2 separate regions of the Anas platyrhynchos genome follow, and region 2 is linked to region 1. The links are chromatin contacts, called in public Hi-C maps. All regions are on one chromosome and are shown on one strand. Each heading gives the region's core, a stretch centred on a gene start, on an enhancer-like site or on the middle of the called end of the contact. The rest is flanking DNA. Distances are from core to core; before and after follow the strand shown. Region 1 has its middle 120 kb from the start of AUH. Region 2 holds the start of NFIL3 (nuclear factor, interleukin 3 regulated).

Evidence for each region. A called contact is a pair of places that touch in the nucleus more often than the background predicts.
Region 2: a contact with region 1 is called in a Hi-C map of subcutaneous adipose tissue, with 2.4 times the contacts expected there. The contact joins the promoter of NFIL3 here to the enhancer-like site in region 1. A contact is called at or near these places in 3 of 8 Hi-C or Micro-C datasets (liver, skeletal muscle and subcutaneous adipose tissue).

The regions. Positions count from the first base shown.
Region 1 is chrZ:48,821,787-48,828,513 of IASCAAS_PekinDuck_T2T, reverse strand. No RefSeq gene overlaps it. Among named protein-coding and RNA genes, the nearest start is that of AUH, 120 kb to the left of the region's middle. Within about 2 kb of position 3,198, at least 3 of the 8 cell types and tissues checked have an H3K27ac peak or open chromatin away from gene starts, as enhancers often do. A contact at or near this core is called in subcutaneous adipose tissue, where this site is marked.
Region 2 is chrZ:48,982,956-48,989,682 of IASCAAS_PekinDuck_T2T, reverse strand. NFIL3 (nuclear factor, interleukin 3 regulated) reads left to right here and starts at 3,579. Exons shown (of 2, transcript XM_027446249.3): 1 at 3,579-3,774. It overlaps LOC119714419 (a long non-coding RNA gene), which reads right to left and starts at 3,424. Exons shown (of 2, transcript XR_005261626.2): 1 at 3,299-3,424; 2 at 2,643-3,055.

The sequences.
Region 1 (6,727 bases), core at 1,949-4,448:
CTTTTTCATACCTGGGTTGAAATCAGTCCTTTGTTGAAAAAATGAAGAGGGTATGCTTCACTTATTTGGTCGATCTAATTTCTGAATAGTTGGAGTACTCGTGAAACTCAGCTCAAATCCATTTTTGCTCCTTCCTTTCACTGAATTGGTCTGAACACTCCTTCAAGACTGACCTGATCACTGGAGGTTCTCAGTCAATCCTGATTAAACATTTTTATTTTAATTACTTAGTCTGCCATTTGTCTTGTTGAGACATAGTAATAATGACCATTAGCCTATTAGATTGGAAAGGGAAGACCTGTCTTGCAGCGAGTATTACACTTTTATTAATAGATTGTGGAGCAAGGATAGAATCCTGCTGGCTTTGCACTCAGCCCCAACATCTCCTTTGTACTCTGTGGATTCCTGTCTGTCAAGTGTGAAGATACCTTCTGACTCAGATTCCTTAGCTGTGGAAGTCTTAATTCGTAAATCCTGGAAGGTCTTACAGCATGGCTGCCATTGTCTAATACATCAGAAGTACGGCTTCAAAGGGGAAAGGAAAATCTCAACAGTTAAGCAGGAATTTTGAGAATATAAATTTTTGGCTTGGGCACCTAAGCTCCCGCATAGTCTTATTCTTACATGTGCACCTTTGTGATTGTGTTTCTAGACTGCTTTGTGCTTTAGGACTGTTAGTTAAGCTTGAAAATAGTTCCTTAGCAGAGGTATATCAGGAATCACTTCAACCACTGCTGACATACAGTCGGTCCCATGATGGAACTGTGTTGCTCTCAACAGGTGGTAATGCTTATGGAAGCTAGCTACCTCTTTCTTTACGCACTCCCCTAAGTAGTCTGGCTGTCATCAGTTAGGTGAAAGGAAACCCAAGCAAGTCAGGGAGGAGGTGGTACAGGAGCAGCCATGTCATAGCTACACTACCAGAAAGGTTGCTTGTGCTAAAGCAGTTGTACGAAGCTGGTTATTCCAGCTTTGCAACCTGATTCTGCCAACAGTGAAGCACAAAGTAACTGTGTTTAGGGCAAAATTTTGATCACTTGGTGTGTGTATATATATACATAATATATAAAGTGCATGTCCGTATGTCCACTCTGCTTCCAGCACATAGTTTTATGGTTGTTCATGGAAGCTTCTGAGGCATTGTTCCCATTGTTAAAATAGCTCATTAAAACCACGTCTCCACAGGTATGTGTGTTTTGAGTTACAAAAACATTTTGTACTATACATGCTTTTATAGTTCATATAATTACAGCATATTTATCTGAAGTATTTCGCAAGTATACATTTGTGTAATACTGGTAGGAGATTAAGTAATAGCTGCTTACTAGCACTATTGCACAAGAACATCAAATGTTATTGTGATGTACTGAGATTTGAGGTACCAGGCATGCTTTTGGCTGCTTTGTTCCTGTGACCTTTGTGCTCTTTTGGATAATACTGCAGTCCTGTAACGACGGAGCATGTTTTCCTTTACACAAATGCCAGTAACCACTTGAACAGGGCACTTGATTCCAGTTTTGATGGGCGGTGCCTATAATGGACAACGGTAGTGTATGCAAGCCAAGTTGGCAATCTTTGTGCTTTGCAGTGCCAAAAACTTCAAAGCTTCTTCCTTTTAGAACTCTAAAGCAATACAAGTTTGTGTTTCTTCATATCGTCAAACTTAATTATTGGCAATAAGCAACTGCTGGCAAGAGCAGCACATCACATGGCTCCGTTTCTGCTTTAGAAAAGGTCAGCATATGGCATAAACACTTTGCTGTATTATACAGCCTTGTACTCTGATCACATAACACATGCTTCAGAAAGCATTATGCAATGTTATACTCACTGATTAATGGCTGGTTGCACAAGAAGTTTTTCATTACCCTGAATGCTAGCATCCTGGGAATGATTAACTTTGTGACATAACTCTCATCACATAAATATGGAAGATTCAAATATAGCCTCAAAATAACGTGTTTCAGAAATAACTGAACACTTTCCTGCTTAGCACTGTGTACAGTACATGATTAACAACTGCTTTAAACCTTCAGAGTTGAACAGAAAAGCCTATTTGGGAGAACTGCACACAAGATTTATTTTTAGGGTTTAAAGTTTTACCCAAGATGAATTTTTGCACACAGCAGCATCTCATTCGCAATGTTTTTCCTCTGCTTGTGTAAGTTTGAGTTTCCTGAGAAATATCCGTGCCAACAATTTAAAGTGTTCAGCCAGTGAGTTAAACAGAGCAAGTTAAATCTAGCCCTTATTTAGATCAGCGACTGCATGAGTGTAAATGACTCAGTCCAGTGTGTTCAGTATTATAGTGCATACAGTCATGTGCTTAAATGAGCTTGGTTATAGCAGAGTAAATTCACAATAGTTGCTGTGATATTTCTCCTGCCAAAATAACAAAACAAAATGCTGTCCTGAATGAATCAGCTCTCAAACCTACAGTCTGAACATTACTACACGTTCCCATTTAACATTTTCATTTTCTGTTGATCAGTCATTCCATGTTCAAATTTTGCAGATTCTTATCTGCAAAAACGTCATCATGTTCAAAAACATGATGACAGAGCATTGTGGATGTTACGATCTTAAGGATGTGGAAGAGAGGAAAAACCTGTAAAAATAAATGTTCCTCACCATATTCCTCCACTTACAAAGGTGTACCCTTGTTTTTGAAATAATTTTGAAATAATTGCTACTGGTTATCTATGATTCAATGGCTTTGTTAAGGAGAAAGTTGTTTGCCTGTTTGGAAATTCAAGATCAGTTTTCACAAGGAAATAACTATATTAAACTTCCGCTTACTAATTTGCATTTAAATGTCAGACTAAAAAAATACATCTGCTTTTTATGATTCTCTCTTCTGTAAGTAATCCTTCTCACAAATAGTCACACTAAATAAAACTACTTAAAGTCCTTATAATAGGCAAGATGGTTTAAGATGTCGCTATATTACTTCATGTGTTCCACTTCTTCCAAAATAATCTTGACTGAGAACAAACAGAGAAGGTAAACATTGACCTTCTCTATGTTCTCTTTAATTTTTGCTTTTTCCTGCATTCCAACTCCTACAAGCAGTAGCAAAGGCTAAAGGAAACAGCCTCTGACTAAGCATTAGCTACCACCGTGCCCTCATTATAGCTGAGGGCTCTTATTCTCGCTTAGCCTACGTGCAGAGCCAGCTAGTCTTTCAGCTGTGATGACGAAATGCCATGCATTTCTTCCTGGAATAGTACGCAGATAAGAGGCCACTTGTTATGCTGAGGTTTCAGATGAACTGCGCTAAGGGTTTCAAAACAGTCTGTCACAATTATATCAGGTTTCTTTAGCAACCAATTCATTTCAGACACTTTTAAGATAAAAAGGGAAGAGATGTTAGTTTATTTTCCCTTGTGGTTTCACTGTTTAAACCTTTACAGGATATGACTGGATAGTTTATACATGGACTGAATTTATTAATTTTAAATAAAGCTGGCAGATCAAAATGGATCTGTTCCTGTCTTGAAATTCACATTACTTATAGTCCCCTGCGCGTACCTATTCCTTTAGAGAAGAAACAAAAATCTTGTGGCTATGATATTCTGCTACAAAAGTCCTGCTGTGCAAACTGGGTTTCTGAATACCTTGAGCTTATTCTGGGTCCACTAAAAGCTGAGAGCATTCAGGATTGTGCAGGACAAACGTCAGTGCTTTGATCGTGGGGCTTAATTCAGGTGCTAGGAGATGTGCACACAGTGTGAGACCAGTTGACCTATACGTAGCCAACTGCCCTATGTATAGCTTAGCAGAAGAAGACCTGTCTGTGAGATCATTTAGCAGATCTGGGGCCTGTTTAGGTGGTTCCATTCACTAAGGTAAGCAACTGTAGTAGGTTCAACCAGAAATGAAATCACAAAAGTGTCCAATCTGTAAAAGAAAGAGGAGTCTTTGAAGTGTTTGTTTCAAAACAAGATATGTCCTTAATAATAGCAACAATCTTAACATTATTTTGAAGAAAGGATTATGTTGCATGGAATAACCAATGGATCATGTACAGGTTACATAGCTCTTTTTGCTTATCCTTAGACACTAATTGCACATTTAGAATCTGTGATATGCCCCATTTCCGTTCATTCATTAAGGATGACATTAAGTCAGTTGCAGCTTGCTTTTCTATTGGATCTGAGAGCCACTTTAGATATATGAATAAATTGCAGTTTAGGTAAGTATTTAATATGAAAAGAAAAAAGGAAAAAAAAAAAAAAATAAAAGAGAAAAAAAGGGGGGTGGGGTGGGGGCATTTCTCTTTGATCACTTTCCTTGCAGTTCTTTGCTTTTATTAGTATCTCATTAACTGGGAACTAAAAACTAAATTCAATTTCCTTTTAAGACAACAAAATTTTCTTTTCCATTTACATAATGGAATTTGGATCAGGTCTTAAGTCTGTAACATTATTCCTGTAATGCATTCCAAATAAATGTGTAATTTGCAGTGAGATCACTGGGAGTCTTGGCTATTCACAGTCCCTTTTTTTTTTTTTCTTTAATCATTCTTGAGTGAAGAACGACCCTTTTGAAAAAGTCTAGAGAACACTAGGTTTCTTAAAACTACCATTTCCCTTTTCTTTTTTTTTTCTCCTTTCCTATGCTAGTTATTGACTGCTGAGAAAAAAAAAAAAAAATCTCTCATTAATAAATTATTTCATAACTGTATACTTTTCGTATATTACTATGAAGATGTCCTGTCCTTGCAAAACAAGATAAAACAAAAAGCCTGTGCTTCTCCATGATTTTTCTGTTCTCTTTTTTTTTTTTTTTTTCAAAATGTGGAAGTTAACCAAAACACTGCCATTGTGGTGGTCTCTTGCAAGTCTTTTAAAAGTAAGACAGAGTTAGTTGTCATGAGAGTTGTGATCCACCAAGTACAAGTACGAATTACGGGCATCTCCTTTTTTGGATTGTTGTTGTTTTAAGCTTAGAATTTAATTAAATACCACAATGACAAATACATTAGAAATGTTACTTGTTAAATACTGCTACTTCCAAAATTGCTTTGTTTTGTTAAATCAATTGTTTGTAAACCATTTTACGTGTTGTTTGAAGCATCTTGCAGCGGCTTTACTTGTTTTCTATCTTTAGAAGAATTGATCTAGATGTCTGAAAACAGATTGATTTTTCCTGGAGTACTATGGGCGTAAAAAAAAAAAAAAAAAAAAAAAAAGCAGTGCCATTCTCTCAGACTATACTAAAAAGTTAGCTCCTGTTCTGTGGTTTAAAACCTTGAAAGGTTTTAAACTGAAATTATTACGAAATCAAAGTCCGTCATCTCACTGAAATCACAGAACCAACAAACAAGGCCCCAGTGCCAGAGCTAGTGAAACTGGTTTTCTTTGCCATTTAGCCTTTCTCACCTTTTGCCTGTCCCTTAGCAGTTGTCCCTGCTCATGCAGATCAGGACACCGCTGGCTGAGGAGGGCCGGGTGAGCGTGCTGCATAGCTACAGGTGTGCTGGCTGCGGATGAAGCCTCCAGACAGAAAGTGAAATGACCAAGTTAGGCAAGTTCTTGTTTAGGAGGGAGATGGGAAGGGGGATACTAGTTTGAGCCTTTATTTTCCATTGAATCACCTTTAGAAAATAGTAGGTCATTCTCCTCTTCTGAGTACGATTTATATTGTATAGGGCTTCAAAGGGTAAAAGAGTGAGGACTGATGTTGTCGCAATATAACTTTGTTTCCTAAGGCTAACAATACATGGGTGGAGTATAGGGTATATCAGCTCTGCTGAGATCTAAGAAACTGTAGTCATATGCTTCCTCCAGTAAGCAAGCTTCCAGGTCTGGGGCCATCTTGAGCTGACATAATGATTCATTGTTCCCAGTATCCAAACTACCTGGATGCACACGCACTCAGATTTCTTTGCATGCATTTGCAATTATATACTGCAAATCCTAATAGCAGTATAGTATAATAGGCATTTAAAAAAAATAAATAAATCAGTCCCTACAAATGAGAATTCTTCATTGTCTTTACTAAATCCAAATTAAATCAAGAGGAGGCAGGGGGACAGGCAGGAGCGAGGGAGAGAGTCTGCATTTTGCCCCAAATATCAGCAGCTTTAGGCTATTTTAACTCATAAAAACAATTACAATAGCACTTACCAGTTAGTCATTTGTGACTGAAATGTAAACAGTTTATGCTGGTGAATTAGTAACTGATAAATAGGTATTTTGAACATTCACAGGTATGTTAAGACCCTGCAGAACTGTTTATGAAATAAATAGTAATGTCAAGAAATGCATCATTGTTACTTTCAGTCTTGCCATGGAGAATGTAAGAGTTGAGGGTGGTTTTTTTATGCTTATTATCTATTCTTCAGAGAATTATTTCATTGCTAGAAGCAGATGGTGATTTTTAAACCCACTGCTATTTTGGTGTACTTAAAAAAAAAAAAAAAAAAAAAGGGTCCTAAAAATAGACCCAAGTTACCATATCCAGCAAAAATATGTTGTCAGCTCTTTACTCTGCTGGGCTGAAAACAAATCTGTCAGCAATTTCTTTGGGTTAAAGTATCTGAACACTTGTGTGGGTTTTTTTTTACTGTCTTTTTTTTTTTTTTTTTTTTTTTTTTTTTAAAGAAAGCATTTTAAGTGGTTTTGTAACAGAGTCCATTTAAACCTTTAAGTATCAACAAATTACCATCTGTTGTTATAAAGGCACTTTATCAAATTGATGAGACCTGCACTCCGGTTAATGT
Region 2 (6,727 bases), core at 2,330-4,829, 160 kb before region 1:
ATGATGACAATCTATCTATCCAGGCTAACACAGGATATTCCTCAGGATTGTGTCCAGTCCTATCGATGCATAAGCTGTCTTTGAAGTTAAGTGGTGGAACACAGATACCCTCCTTCCATGGTGAATGTCCTGATGGCTACGCTATAAAATGCAAGCTCATTTTTGCTCTTTGTCTGATCTGGTGACTTTTAAAATCTTTTCTCTGTATTAGGCCACTTTCTACCCATCCTCCTGATGTATCAATTTTAGAACTCAGTAGTCCAAGAGCAAGGAAGTCTCAAATATAACAGGAGTTTATACCAGCAGGTGGTTGGTAGAAATATTTCAAAATGTCTATCAGAATAAGTGCTGCTCTGGACGCGGGCAGAAGTGGTCTCAGTTTCCACCAGTTTCTAGGTGGGATTCTGGGTGGGTCTTAGATGGACCTACCTGCAAGAAGGGCACCACCTTCCACACACAGCTGGAAAAAAGCTTTAGTCATCTGAGCATGTTAAGGGCCAAAACAAATTATGAAAATGTGATTTATAAATCCCCCAAAGTTACTGAGTAGCTGAGCAGAGAATTTCAGGAGCAAAAGCTTGATTTAAGCCATCTGCATGACTTTCGATAGTAAAGTCCATGCAACCATTCAGCTGCTGCTGAACAACCAGGAACATCCTTTCCAACGTTCTCTGCTCAGGCTGTTTTCCAGTCTCTCTGCAGCCCTTGGGAGTGAGGGTCTAAGACTAAGAGTTACACTCCTTTTTTTTACACAAGGCTATAATTAGCCTGCCCAGTGCACGCACAGCTTAAACGTAAAATAACCATAAAAGAGTAGCACAGAGATCCCCTGCGCAGAACAAAGACTTCTTCTTGTCTTTCTGCTAATCACTGCTGTGTGACAAACTTTTTATAGCTCTTAATGTCTTTAAGTTTACTACTCAATTTTCACTTCAATAGAACACATTTACAAACTATTTTGCAAAGCATAGTGGCTTCAACAAATGACTCACTGATAATTACTGTCATAGAAGAGCCAACTGCTCAGTATTTTAATACGTATTTTACTATTCTTAGTTGTGGCTGTAAAAATCGTTCGTGTGGTGTTTGCTCTCCCCATCATCCCTCAAAGCACAACGTCATAGAATACGGTGTGCCTCAGTGTCTGTCTGTCTTCCGTGGTCAAGTGTACTCAAGTGTTTCAAGCATTTTGGTGAAAATTGAGGGAGATACATTTCTTATAGATTTAGCGCTGTCACTTAAGTAAGGATTACTCACAAATGTAAATCATCAAACTCAGTAGGATGACTAATGTGAGCAAAGATTAAATGGCAAGACCAAGTCTCAAATGTATATAAGAAATGACTGCCAAAAAACATCCCACTGCTTTCTTTACACATCTCTCACCTTGGAGTATGACAAATGAAACAGAGAAGTAGATGACTGGAACAGTGGCGGTGAACAGCGTTAGCCCCTGTCTAAAAAACTTTGCCTGAGATTTTTTACTTTCCTGTGCCTTGGCTCTGCGGGAGACCAGGCAGCGAAGTTTTTGGCTTGTATCATCATTCTTGTATAATCTCATTTAGATGACTAATTGAGCCAGGCTTGTGTTAACTGACATTTGAGTAACTTTTATGCAAGTTAATTTCATTTGTTGCTGTTCACAGTCATCACATTTGCTTTTGCACTTTTGTGTCATGTGGAGGTTATGAATGACCCATCAATCTTAAGTTGGCTGTTGCAGTGTAAATAGTATCACACAAATTTTCTTTCTTTAGTCCGTGCACTTATTGTGCAATTTTTGGTGTTTCTTCACATTTAACAGCGCCAGTAAACATTGCCTCACTTATGTCTGCCTAAGTTACAATGTGAACATCTATTTCTCTTGGGTTTGCTTTTAGCAAGGGTACATTACAGCACAAATATTTTTCCAGTACAGTTTCCACAAATGTTCCCAGATGCACGGAAATATTTTGATTAGTACTTTGAACTGTAGTCAAATGACTTGCCTTTTTCTTTAATGTATTTTATTTCTGGCTTAGATCTTTATAAAATCACAGTATCATCTATTCTATAGAACTTTCACTACTACTCATCTTGAGCAGGAAGCCCTGAAGGACTTGGTTAGTGTTAAATGCTTTTGAGCACAGATCACATCAAATGTATGAGAAGACTGGTGAATATGGTGTAGTCTGATTGCATTGTTATATAGCAAAGCTCCTACAGCTATAAAGAATGTAAAGCAGGGAAGCCAAGGGTTATGGCACAAGTTGCAGTATTTCAGTGAATTCCAGGGTGTATTTTATACGTACATATGTGTATATATATATATATTTCAATTAACTCCAGAGTGTATTTTATATATATATATAGTATACATATATAAATAAAGCCATCAAAACATGTTTAACATATCATGATCTTAAAAAGCATTTCATTTTTATTTCACTCCAAACTACATGTAATTTGGATTATTCTGTCCTGAATGTGAACGGTAACAAGGGTGAGGAATTAGAGCCTTTTCTCTTTGAAAGCACTGGGATTTTGCTGTTGAATTCTGCTGGCTTTGAATTCTGGGCTGGGTCAGACGCAGACCTTGCGTTACTGAAAACCCAAGAAGCACGAACACAAGAGAGTATAAAGAAGCCAGAGGATGTTAGAGATGATAGAAGGCACTGTCTGCGATATTTTTATTAATTGCTTTGTAAATGCCCCTTTGCTAGACCCTTCCCGTAGCAGTGTTACAACACGTAGGCTCAGCACCGCTCATTAAGTGAAAATCAGAGACGGTGTTAAGAGGGCTGCCGTTGTGTACTGATACATACAGACGAATCCATCAGGGGTTGGAGTGCATATATTGCTGTCCAGAAGCCAGGATAAATCCCGGCACGCTGAAGGCAGCTAGGAGTGTAGCTCAAGACCTGCGTGCCCTACTTCATCCCTCCAGGAGACGGGCCAGCGGAGGTGGGCACTCACAGAACCGTTCTCTTCTCGGAGTTTTTCCTCAAGTCCGCGGACTCCCTTTGTGCAGACAGCTGGCAGCGGCTCTCAACCGTGGGATTTATTTTTCCTGTACCTCAGGAGAGCAGGAAAGAAACCGCGCTGAACGCGTCCCTTCAGCCGCACCAGCGCTCTGCCCCCTGCCTCGCCGTACCCCCGGCTGTGCCCACCGAGGGTCACCACTTAAACACCGCCTCCAGCTTCGGCCGGGCTCCGCCACCAGGTACCGGGGGCGCCGAGCCCCTCACACCCGAGCCCCCCCTCCCCTCCTTCACCACACGGCGGCGCCGCCCATGCCGCGGGCCGAGCCCCCCCTTACCCCCCCCGCCGGGCCGTTACGTAACCGCCGTCGCCCCCCGCGCGCGCCGCCGCCGCCACCGCCGCCGCCCCCCGTCCCGGCGGCGGTTATGCAATGCGCAGCACACAGCCCTACTGTAAGCGCGCCCCGCCCCGCCCCGCCCCGCCCCCTGCCCGGCCCCCCATTGGCCGCCCCCCGGCGGCTGGCGGCGCCGATTGGCCGCGGCGCGGCCGCCAGTCACGGCGCGGCGCGGCTGGCATGCGGGCTGCGCGCCCCGCGCGGCGCAGCGCTGACCTACTAACACACATCCCTCCGCGCCGCCGCCGCCGCCGCACGCTCGCGGGCGGGCGGGCGGGCTGAGCGGGGCGACGACGCTGCTGCTGCTGCTGCCGGTACTGGTGGTGCTGGTGCTGCTGGTGCTGCCCGCACGGCACCGCACGGAGAGGAGAGGAGCGGAGCGGAGCGGCCGCCCCGCACCGCCTCGCCCTGCACGCAAGGTAGGGAGGCGCGGCGGGCGCGTCCGAGCCGTGCTGTGCCGTGCCGAGCCGCGCCGCGAGGTACCGCGCTGTGCGGCGGCTGCCGGCCGTTACATAACCCGCAGCGCTTGCGGGGCGCGGGGTGCGGGGTGCGGGGCGCTGCCCTGCCCTGCCCTGCCCTGCCCTGCCCTGCCCTGCCCGTCCTGCCGGGGCGGGCACCCCCCGGAGGCTGCCCCGCAGCACGGCGGGGAGCGGGCGGCGCCGCGGGGTGCTGCCGGTGCGCGCTGTGCCTTTTTTTATTATTATTAATATTTTTGATTTTTTCGCGTTTTGCTTTTTTTTTTTTTTTTGGATGTGTGTGTGTGTGTGTGTGTGTGTGTTTTCGGGCGCTGCGGGGCCGGGTTCCTGGAAATGCGGCGTTATGTAACCGCGGGGATCGCCCGCAGCCGGCCCGGGGAGCGGCAGCGGCAGCGGGGCGGCAGCGCCGGGCCACAAAGAGCAGCGGGACGGGTCTGGCGCCCCGGGAAAATAAATGGAAAAAAATTAAAAAATTATATATATATATATATAAAAAGGAAAAAAACAGAAAAAGGGGAATTAAAAAAATATATATACATATATGTGTGTCTATATGTATGTATATGGGGGGTGTAGCAGCGGGGACGCGGCGCCGTGCCCGGCTCTGTCACACCGCGGGACGAGCCGTGCCCGGCGGGGCGGCCCCGTGCTCACACTCACACTCACACACACTCACTCACACTCACGCTGCCCCCGCTCCTTGCACGCGGGCGTGCCCTGCGGCTGTCCCCGCACACCCAGCCCGGCACAGCCGCGGGGCTCCCTTTTTGTTTTTTTTGGGGGGGGACCCCCGCGGCTGGGGCCGGCCCCGTTACCGGGGGCTGTGGGCGCCGTGCGTGCGGCGCAGCTGCGGGGCGCTGTGACAGGCGCCGGGGCCCGGCCGCTGCCCCCCGGCCCCCGCCCCGGGTCCGCCAGGCGGCGGCGGGCGAGGGCTGGGGGCGCTGCCGCAGCCCTTTGTTCGGGGCCGGGGCCGCGCCGAGGGAGCGGGCGGACGCCATGCGCCGCCGCCGGGCACGGAGGGGCCGAGCCGGGCCGGGCCGGGCCTGCGGAGGGGGGGGGGGAGCGGCAGACAAAGGGGGTCCGGCCGCGCCCCGCCGGCACCGCCACCGGCACCGCCACCGGGACCGGCACCGGCACCGCCCGGCCCCGCGGAGCGGCCCGGGGTGGGCCCCGCCGCCCGGGTGGGCGACGCCGAAATCGGCGTCTTTGTCACCAAAAAAAAAAAAAAAAAAAGCCGCCGAGGTGGCCGTAGGGGTGGCGGCGGCGGCAGAAAATGCCCCAGATGGGCAAAACTTTCCGGCGGGGCGGCCCCCCGGGGTGGGTGGGGGGGGGTCAAGTGCGGCGGCGCCCCGGTGTCCAGGGTCTGGGGGTTGCTGCCGTGTCAGAAGCGAGCCAGCCTGATTTCTCTTAGTTAATTAATTTATTAATTTATTTTCTCGTCCTTGTAACTTCAGCGGTTGCTCGCAGTTTCATTGTGCTCACTCCTGTGTACGTAACCCACTTTGAGTCATCCTTGCCCTCCTCGGTCATTAATTCAACCCAGGGGCTAGTTTAAAAAAAAAAAAAAAGAAAAAAAGAAAAAAATTGCATTGCTTCTGTGGTCCCCTGCTCCACCAAAATGCTGGCTTTTATCGGAAATGTGAATGAATAAGGATTCGGGTGTTGACCTAGAGACCTAATTCAAACCAGCGAGTTCAAGGATTATTGAATAAAGATCCCTAACATCACTGGCACTGGCAGATACCGCTTTAAAAGTTCTCACATTACAAATGTCTTTATTTGACTGTTGAAGTGCTAACCCTCTTTAGAACGATCTGCCTTTACTTTCCATTTTTATTTACTTTCTATTTTTATCTCGTCTTATTCTCTAAAGGGCTCTTAACTAGCTTTTATAATATCCAGCTTCCTGGATTTGACTTCAAAGCTTCAAGTTTCTGCTGTTGTGTTGTTTTTTTTTTTTTCCTCTCGTTTGTATTTTTTTTTTTAAGGAACTAATCTGAAAGGTGTCAAAAAGCTTAGAGTCTTCCCATGAGCAATATGAACTTATGTGACCTCCTCACATCTAATCTTATCCTAAGAAGGAACAGTATTTACCACGCTTTAGCTGAAATTTGTTGAACGTACATTCTTTCTGTTGCGAGTAAAGCAATGCACAGTCTACAAAAGGTATCAGCACCACGCTGCGTTTTTCAGTCCTTTATCTTGAAATAAAACTCATAAATAAAATAAACCTTTAGCTCATTTTAAATTGACTTATTTTAGTAGATAGTTATGCAAACTATGTTTATGCAATATTTTTTTTTTTCCAGACAGCAATCTTGCTGCTGTTATAACATCACTATGATGCAATAACATGAACAATAAAATCCTCTGTTTGAGTCTTATTGCACACTGTTAAGCAATGTATCTGACTCATCAGCTTAATTGACTCTTCTAGGTGACCTTGCTATGATCATTACAGCCAGTTATGAGATATAAATGTGCTTAGGATATGTAATAGAAAAAAAATGCAAATAGATGGCCAATTGCTGCAGACCGTTCTAAGACAAAATGTCAGATGATTTCTGCTACGGTATTTTACAGTGCTTGAAAAAAACTGTGTTGTTTTTTTTTTTTTTAAACAGGTGATGTAACTGTCTAATACCAATGACAAGCATGACTGTCAAAAATAGGATTGCATAAGCAAGGGCATACTTGGGCTTGATTCAAAATGTGGTAAAAGCAATGTTCTTGAAAACTTGTTGTATTAAGAGGTAGACCTGAAGTGAATTATTATTGCCCTCCTTAGACATCCTGTGTTTTTTCTTTTTTATTTTTTCTTTTCCTCATTCAACTGTTGAACTGAAATCTCATACTATGAGATTGAATCTGGCAACAGATAATACAGAAATCTGTT